3 separate regions of the Mus musculus genome follow, and regions 2 and 3 are each linked to region 1. The links are chromatin contacts, called in public HiChIP or PLAC-seq maps. All regions are on one chromosome and are shown on one strand. The core of a region is the stretch at or near the end of the contact, and the rest is flanking DNA. Distances in the headings are between cores, read along the strand shown.

Evidence for each region. HiChIP or PLAC-seq counts read pairs in DNA pulled down with a chosen protein or histone mark.
Region 2: a contact with region 1 is called in an H3K27ac HiChIP or PLAC-seq map of embryonic stem cells, with 4 times the contacts expected there. The contact joins the enhancer-like site here to the promoter of Dusp27 in region 1. A contact is called at or near these places in 1 of 39 promoter capture datasets (maxillary cranial neural crest), 1 of 484 Hi-C or Micro-C datasets (nephron progenitors), 5 of 115 datasets of contacts at active chromatin or transcription factors (embryonic stem cells and pancreatic cancer cells) and 1 of 9 other capture datasets (liver).
Region 3: a contact with region 1 is called in an H3K27ac HiChIP or PLAC-seq map of embryonic stem cells, with 9 read pairs. The contact joins the enhancer-like site here to the promoter of Dusp27 in region 1. A contact is called at or near these places in 10 of 39 promoter capture datasets (the 3T3-L1 cell line, the HPC-7 cell line, the SN4741 cell line and 6 more), 2 of 115 datasets of contacts at active chromatin or transcription factors (embryonic stem cells and pancreatic cancer cells) and 3 of 9 other capture datasets (adipose tissue, liver and pancreatic islet).

What each region holds. Positions count from the first base shown.
Region 1 is chr1:166,126,466-166,129,165 of GRCm38.p6, forward strand. It overlaps Dusp27 (dual specificity phosphatase 27 (putative)), which reads right to left and starts at 1,433. Exons shown (of 6, transcript NM_001160049.1): 1 at 1,327-1,433; 2 at 605-734. The coding sequence starts at 714.
Region 2 is chr1:165,895,057-165,897,756 of GRCm38.p6, forward strand. Pou2f1 (POU domain, class 2, transcription factor 1) reads right to left here. Exons shown (of 16, transcript NM_198932.3): 10 at 2,569-2,700; 11 at 1,381-1,526; 12 at 1-28. Among named protein-coding and RNA genes, the nearest start is that of Gm32999, 47 kb to the left of the region's middle. Within about 2 kb of position 1,320, at least 8 of the 459 cell types and tissues checked have an H3K27ac peak or open chromatin away from gene starts, as enhancers often do. A contact at or near this core is called in embryonic stem cells, where this site is marked.
Region 3 is chr1:165,879,004-165,881,703 of GRCm38.p6, forward strand. It overlaps Pou2f1 (POU domain, class 2, transcription factor 1), which reads right to left. Exons shown (of 16, transcript NM_198932.3): 14 at 1,127-1,472. Among named protein-coding and RNA genes, the nearest start is that of Gm32999, 31 kb to the left of the region's middle. Within about 2 kb of position 1,263, at least 13 of the 459 cell types and tissues checked have an H3K27ac peak or open chromatin away from gene starts, as enhancers often do. A contact at or near this core is called in embryonic stem cells, where this site is marked.

The DNA.
Region 1 (2,700 bases), core at 183-2,682:
TTCAGTCCCCCGTCAGGTGAGAAGTGGGGGAGGAAACAGTTCCCTGCGATACCTTAGTTGAGCTTCTCTTTTGATTGACAGGGAGACAGACATGGGCTCAAGACCTTAGTGATTCTTCACATCATTTGTCAACAGAGCTATGGTACTACGGTAGAACAGAAACAGGTCTCTGTTCTCAGTCGTGACAGAAGAAAACGGGAATATATGGTATTTTCTTTAAAATCAACACCTCCATTGTGGTACAAAATAATTTTAGTACCAGGGCTTGGCCCTTGGTCCTCATTCCTTCTTCATCTCTCCTCTTAGACTTTCTGGCATCTCAACCCCATATCCAGCCCTGGTCCTGGTGAATCAAGTGCATCCTGTCGGTTGACCTGCCAAATTCCTACTTCCAGGTTCAGGCCAGCAGCAGCACCTCCCAGAAGCCTCTGGTCTTTCCCTGTGTGCTTGTCACCCCTCCCCCACCCTACCAGCCCACAGCACCACACATTCTGGAGAGACCAACGTCTAGCTCTCACCACCACGCCTCAGTCCACCATCCTGGGGAATAGAGCCCAGCGTCATGCTGACTGGCTCCTATGACACTCAGCAGTGGCCCACTTACTGGCTTGGGGAGGGACTCCGGAGATAGCGGGCCTGTACAGCTCTCACATCTGCTTCATCCTCCTCGTTTGGAACTACCTGCTCCTCCTCTGCGTCTCCACCGGTAGCCATGTCAGCCTGTCAGCCTCTGTCTGCCTGACAGGAAGAGGTTGTTTAGGGAATTAGATTCCATAGGCTTTGTAGGGGGAGGGGGACGTGTCACCAATGTCACCTTGGTGGACTGAGAATGGGGAGGGGAGGGCGTGCTAATACCCGAGTGGGTAAAGGAGCCATAGGGAAACCAAGAAGATGAAGGCCGACTGTCCTTAGAAGGATACCATGAGGTGACACAATATGTAAGAAGTGACATCTTGACTCCTTTCGTGGATATTAACAGGGAAGCAGAGAGGAAAAGCAAAGGTTTATTTTAACTGTAGTGTGGGAGGTTTGTGAAAGGCGGTGGATTCCCCAGACTAAAAAGGACATTTGAAGTCCCCCTTCCAACTACATTAATGTACACACCTTTTATCTTACTGGAAGGGAAAACAGGCTCCCTTCAGTGATATTTATTGACTCTGTGTCATTCAGGGCCTTGGGCTGAAGGTCCACCCCATAGCCTACCTATTAAGGCACAAAAAGTCCCTGATAGCTAGTCCCAGCTATGGCTGTGGCCTGACACTCAGGGCAGACTGGCACCCCTGAAGTCTAAGTCCCAGCTCACCACAGAAGGGAACGAACACTCACCTTGTGCTGGTGTGTCCTCACCAAGGACCAAGAACCCCAGGAAAGTGACCAGAAGTTTGGTCTAGAGAGGGACGGGAGCTTTCTCTTCTCTGGTGTGCTTCTGCTCTGAGGGACAGCTGTTAACAAGAAACCTTAGCCAGTCTCTAAATTTAGCCTCTGGCCCCATAGGATGGCAGCTCTCTGGGAGGAAGGAATGCAGGCTTCACTTAACCCTTTCCCTTCCGGCTGATTCTCAGACATTGATGTTTAGCAGTGGGTTTAGAACAGGCTCATGCTGTGACACAAGGACCTAGAGAAAACCATCTCCCGCAGGAGGCTGGCTCCTCAAAGCACTTTCTGAAAATAATCCAAATCAGCACATTTGGAACGAACTTAACTTTACCTCATAGCATCTTGGAGGAAGCCTAGGAAAGGAAAATACCAATTATACAGAACAGGTTGGCCCTCAGCCAGGCATGGGGAGAACACCATGTTTTGATTAAAGAGAAGTCATGGCTTGAGACCAGCCTGACAACAAGTTGTACCTTCCCTTCATATCTCTGCCTCACCATTCATGGCCCTGGTAGTGGCCAGTTGCAACTAGGGAGTAACGTAAGAATTCGGAAGACTTGATAAACTCCAAAAGACTCATGACCCACTCTATGGTGGAACTCATGACATTCTGCCACCATCCTTGCAGTCCCCAACTGCCCACAGTTAACCCTCTCATGCTCGACGTCCTGAGAGTCCGTGCATCCTTCCTTCTACCTGCCTCCATGCTTCTGGTGGCTTCCAGTTCACCCTCTCCACAGTGACCCCTCCCCTATCCATCCATCTTTCCATCTGCCTCCACGTTTGTAAATATTTCTTAGTTACCTCCTATGCACTGGGCACTGTACCTGACTAAGTTAGTTAGACTCATAGCCCTTGTCTTCCTAGCTAGATGGAAACGTGCCCAGAGTAGTAGCCTCAGAGATTGGCTGAATGAATGAATGAGCTCACAGTTTATTAGGAGGCATTAGACAGAGACTAAATATAGCTGAAGTGTAAGAGTGGAGTTCCTGCCCTAGAAGAGACTCAGAGCGCTGCACTGAATCTCAAGAAGGAGCAAGTTCTGAGCTGCGAAGCCAGGGAAGGCTTCGTGGGAGACATGATGTAGGAGCAGGCCTTTAAAGGATAAGCTGGATAAAATATAATGGGTATAATAGTGGGGAGGGGCTGCCGAGAGAGCACAGTGCACAGTCCTGCAGCAGGAAAGAACGAGCCGCAGCCGGCTAGATGTCTAAGTAGAGACAGAACAGAGGTTACACACCCTGGAAGATAACTCTTAAAAGGGAAGGGACGTTGAAGAGTGAATCCTAGCACACCTTACAGGACAATTTAAGGAGCAGATGG
Region 2 (2,700 bases), core at 70-2,569, 230 kb before region 1:
TGATGTCTTCCGAGGTAGGCTTTTGATTCTAAGAGAGGGAAAAAAAGCCCATCTTTTAAAATTTTAAAAATTTCATGTTATATATTTGCCATGCTGGAGATTGAATCCAGGGATAATGGCTCTACATTTGAATTATATCCTAGCTTTAGAACACTTTGTTTCTTTTAAGATTTATTTATTACGTGTATGTGTATTTTGCCTGCATGTATGTACACTGACCCCAGAGGTCAGAAGACATAGTGTTCAATCTCCTGGACCTAGAATTACAGATGGTTCTGAGCCACTATGTGGGGTTTTAGGAATCAAACCTCAGTCTATGTAGACCAGGATGACCTCAAGTTACAGAGATCTGCCTGCCTCTGCCTCCTGAGTACTGCAATTAAAGGCACGTGCCACCATAACCAACTTTATGAAATAACTTTATGAACTAGTATACCCATAGGAAGAAGCCAGCTAGAAAAGCATGGTAGAATATTTATGACCACATTAAGACTTTAGCAACAACTTCTACAAAAGTGTTTTAATACATACTACACTTATCTAAAATTTTATGAACAGAATAAGTGATCCTTACTGTAAAGGTCTATTTTTTTTTTAAAGACAGGGTCTTAGTGTGTCGCTCTGGCTGCCCTGGGACTCTGCATGTAGACCAGGTTGGCCTCAAAATTACAAAGATCCACCTACCTTTGCTTCCCAGGCACTGGGATTAGCTGTCTCATGCCTGGCTAAAGTCTATTAATCTGAAAGTTATCAAAGTGATACAACTTTATGGACTACTAGGAATGCCTGAGTTTTCAGTGCTTCATTCATACTAACTCGGACCTCACACTATGCTTCTGAGACAGGAATGGAAGGCAGTTTTATAGGCGCAGGAACATCTTGAAATCAAGAGACGTGATGTGCCTTTAATAAGAGGCAAAGACAAGAAAGACTCCTGATTCAATGTTTCCTTAAGTAGAAAGTTCATTTGTTTTAAAGCCAAATATCTGTTGAATTAATTTGAACTCCAGAATAGGATATTCGAGGTCTCTAGTGTTGTGCCCCCAAACTACCATTCTAGGCATAAAGACACTAAAATTTAGCCAGCCAAACCACCAGTGTTTCGTCTGAACAGGCATGGTTTCCTCTGGAGGCCTATGCTTATGAGATGGCTCTGTGTGAGGTACTCTTCTATCTTTTCCAGTCTGCAAGATTAGCTCCCTCCCAAAAGCTCACATGATTCAAACCATTGTCTCTCTCGAGTTCTGCAGCGCTGAAGTGCAGTAGCACCTGGTATCCTCCTTTCTCCCTGTTAAATGCCCACAGGGCGGAGGAAGACAAGGATATGCTTTAATCTCTGCAGTCCCCAACAGTGCCGTACACATGAAAAGTCACACCCACCTCCATGAAACTCTTCTCTAAGGCCACACGGATGTTGGTCTCTATGCTGGTGCGTTTTTTCCTCCTACGATTCAAGCCCTCAGCCCCCAATCCTGGAGAATTCAAAGCACTTGGGCTAGATGCTGTAGAATCAGATGAGAGGTTCTCTACAGAAATGAAGAAAACACAAACAGCTGAGCTTAAGGATTCATATCAGAATACATAAGAACAAGAAAACTGGTAAAATGTTTAGTAATGTGAGATTCCATGGAAGCATTGCTCAGGACTGTTGACTTCCCACTGTCCTTACTGGCAACCTTTATCCCAGGGCGGTTAACTTTGTCACCACTCATTTTTGGTTTGTTTCTGAGAATACAAAGGTTCTATTCCTCCACTTACACTTCCCTCAGTTCGGTACATTTGCTTGTTTATAAGCTGAGGATAAAAAGGAACAATGTTTCTTAAAATTCATTGGATTATTTAATGTTTAATTTAAAGATGGCTTTTCAGTTTCTTAGCACAAGAGTTGAGAGAGGGTACTTTGGAATTCTTTAAGCTTAGGAAACACTGAATAAGCCTGGGCATGTTTCAATGGCTTTCTTTCTACTGTATGAAAACAAGATGGAACAGACCAGTGGTTCTTGCCTGTGACTGCAAAAAAGATAACAGATGGCTAAACTTCCCCCAGTTACTGAATCAATATGCCAAGGGTGAGGGTGTGTCTAAGATCTTCCTTTCTGAAGGCCTAATTTTTGTTTCTATCTACAAAGGAAAGTACATGGTTAGGCATCTTTGTGGTTCCTTTTAGCTCCTGAAGTCTGATTTTGTGGCTCAAAATTCAAAGTTTTTAAAAGGATGTCTCAAAGTTAAATAAATAATTCAAGACCAGAAATCTAATTTTGTATGAAATAGCTGGTCATTTTTAACAAAAGCAGAAATATTACCAGGAACAAATTCTATGGCAATCTACTCAAGGAAGGAATAATCTGTCTGTCCTTTAAGATTTTCTACACACACACAGGCCTTCTAACCCTTATCCTCAAAAAAAAAATCTATGTCCATCCTTAGACCTAGCTCAAATGATTTCCATAGATTTAGTGGATCCAACACTTTGTAGTATCAGCAATACAGTAAGCACCCAGTTTGCAGACTAATCCCTCCTAGGAAACCCCATGGACAATGAAGAGATTTCTTTCTATGTTCACTCACCTGCATCATTTAGCCACTTCTCTAAAAGGGGCTTTAACTTGCACATGTTCTTAAAGCTGAGGTTCAAGGCTTCAAAGCGAGAGATGGTGGTTTGGCTGAAGTCATTTCCATATAATTTCCCCATAGCGAGCC
Region 3 (2,700 bases), core at 13-2,512, 250 kb before region 1:
TGGGATGACTGCTCTAGTGGTAAACAACTGGTTTCTGGTTTGATCTGAGGCCTATTCATAGCAGGAAGTTCCTGCCTGGTACTGTAAATGTAGTCAAAAGCCCATTGGATGGGGAGCTCATGGGCCAAGAGTAGGGCAGGGGCAGATACTGACTATTGTTTTGTTAAATGGTTATGGCGAACTGCTCTCTAAGAACTTATGTTAATACCCAGATGTATGATGCTCTCAACTCTTACTGCAGTGGATAATAATTAATGCAGTCAACTGGTCAAACTGATAAGAATAAACAACTGTTGGGTATGCAGCCCTAAATAGGACATCACTATCAACCGTATCTCCCTAACATCAAGACTTAGGGAACATTAATGAAAATGTTCCTCAGTAGAAAAGATGTAAGAGTTGGAGGCTGGGAGTTTTGTGAACTGATGTCTTGTAGACCCGGACATGAAATTTGCACTCATTGAATGCAGAGTAGGTTCTCTGAACAAGATCAAGCCAGACACATTCTGGTATAGACAGGGCAAGGGCTCTTATTCCGCCCCTAGCTGAAGAGCTATTGGCAGTTGAGAGCTCACTGGTGGGTCACTCGTGTCCCAGTGGGCAGGTCTACAGTCACATATACACAGGCAGCACTAACTAACTAGACTGGCTACTTGAAGAAAAAAAACAAAACAACAACAAAAAACATGAAAAATGAAGTCGTACGTGTGGGTGGGGGTGAGTTCAGGGCAGTTTGGGAGGAGTTGGGGATGGATATGACCAAAATACATTGCATACATGTATGAAATTATCAGAGAAAAACTGAAAAACACATAAAATCAGATATCACTTTATTCCAAGTTTTACCTGTTTTGGGGGAATTAAAAAGTAGATAAATATACTTGACTGAAGAAAGCTTAATAATGATGAATTCTGAGCATTTTCCTGGTTCTCTCACTGAGTTACTCAGTGACTCAGTTCTGTGTCATCATGTGGAAATGACAATGTGGCTACTTAGAAACTTAAGTGCAAACCCATCTCAGATATACTTTCCACCTAAGACAGCGATAACAAATTTTCCCCGGGAGCTGCAGGAATGAGATCCTAGTTCTGTTCTGGATGCAAACGGAATGGGAAAGCTCCTTACCCAGCAGCAAACTGTGAGGGTGCCATGAGGCCTGGGCTGAGTCCCGCAGCAGCAGCCATAGCAGCAAGACTGGCGTTTGCTGGCAACTGTGCCGCTCCTTGGAGAGCGGCGGCTGCTGTCTGTAAGCCGGGCGTGGTCACCATCACCTGGCTGGCTCCGAGAGGGGAGGGAAGAGGCGTGGAGGTGGTCTGTGTCGTGTTGGTCTCACTGGCACTGGAGGCCTCTGAGGTGGAGGCCGAGGCAGAGGGAGAGGGACTCAAGGAAGGGGATGTGACTGCTGAGGAAGCAGGGGGTGCTGTGGAAATCACCGTGGCCGTGTTGTTGTTGGACGTCGAGTCTGTAGTGCCTGAGAAGAGAACTGAGTTAGAAGATGGCCTCCTGTAAATGGGTTTGGAAAACTAGTCACTTCCATTAGTATCTAGAATCAAGAGAATGGTTAACCTACTACTCATTAATCCTTAATTTGTTTTGTTTTTTTTTTTTTTTTAGTAAACTAGCTTAGCATTTTAACAAATTAATGATAAACAATTTAGAGCCAAAGCTATGAGTCCTACTTTAAGAGAAAGAGTAACCACATAACTCTGAAAGAAATAACAGTGTGCCATCCCTGTCTCCACCACCAGCCTCAATTTTCTATTAAAAAAAGAGCAAATGAGGGGCTAGAGAGATGGTTCAGTGGTTCGGAGCATGGGCTGCTCTTGCAGAGGGATGCTCACAACCATTTTAACTCCAGCTCCAGAGGATCTGCTGCCTTTTTCTGGCCTCGACAGACATCAGACACACAGATGGTGCACAGATGTACATGTAGGAAAAACACTCATATACGTTAAAAACAAAAACAAGAAAACCTTCAAACAAATCTTTTTTAAAAAGCTATCAAGCCAGGCATGGTGGTTCACACCTTTAATTCTAGCACCTGAGAGGCAGAGACAGATCTCTGTGAGTTTGAGGCCAGCCTGGTCTATATAGAGTTGGAAGCCAGTCAGATCTACAAAGTAAGACCTCACCTAAAACAAAAACAATGAACAAAAATGACAAAACCAAAATCATTTTAGTATTTCCTATCATTCTGTAGATTTTCAGTACACTCATTATAACAGCACACCTAAATTTGAAATAGCCATGTTTCAAATATTCAAAAGCCACATGTTAAACTTTAGTGAATGCCATAGTGCATAGTACAGATTTAAAATGTGTGGAAGTTGGTATGCTAGAGTCTAGAGGCAAAAGTATCTTAAAAGAATGTGTCCATTCATGACCCAGTAAGGTATCTACTATAGTAAACATATAGAGCAGGCCCTCTAATTCTAGTTGTCAGTAAATGCTTATCATGTTTTTCCTTCCCTCTTCCTCCTCTACCTTTTTTAGTTAAACTGATACAAGTTACCAGTCATTTGGAAGACGGAGCCTCAACTGAGAAAATGCCCTTACCTGACGGACCTGTGGGTTAATAAGTCTGTGGGACATTTTCTTAATTAGTGCTTGATGTAGGAAGGCCCCACTCACTGAGGCTGTTGCCACCCCTGGGCAGGTGGCTCTGGATGGTATAAAAGCAAGCTGAGAAAGCAAGCCAT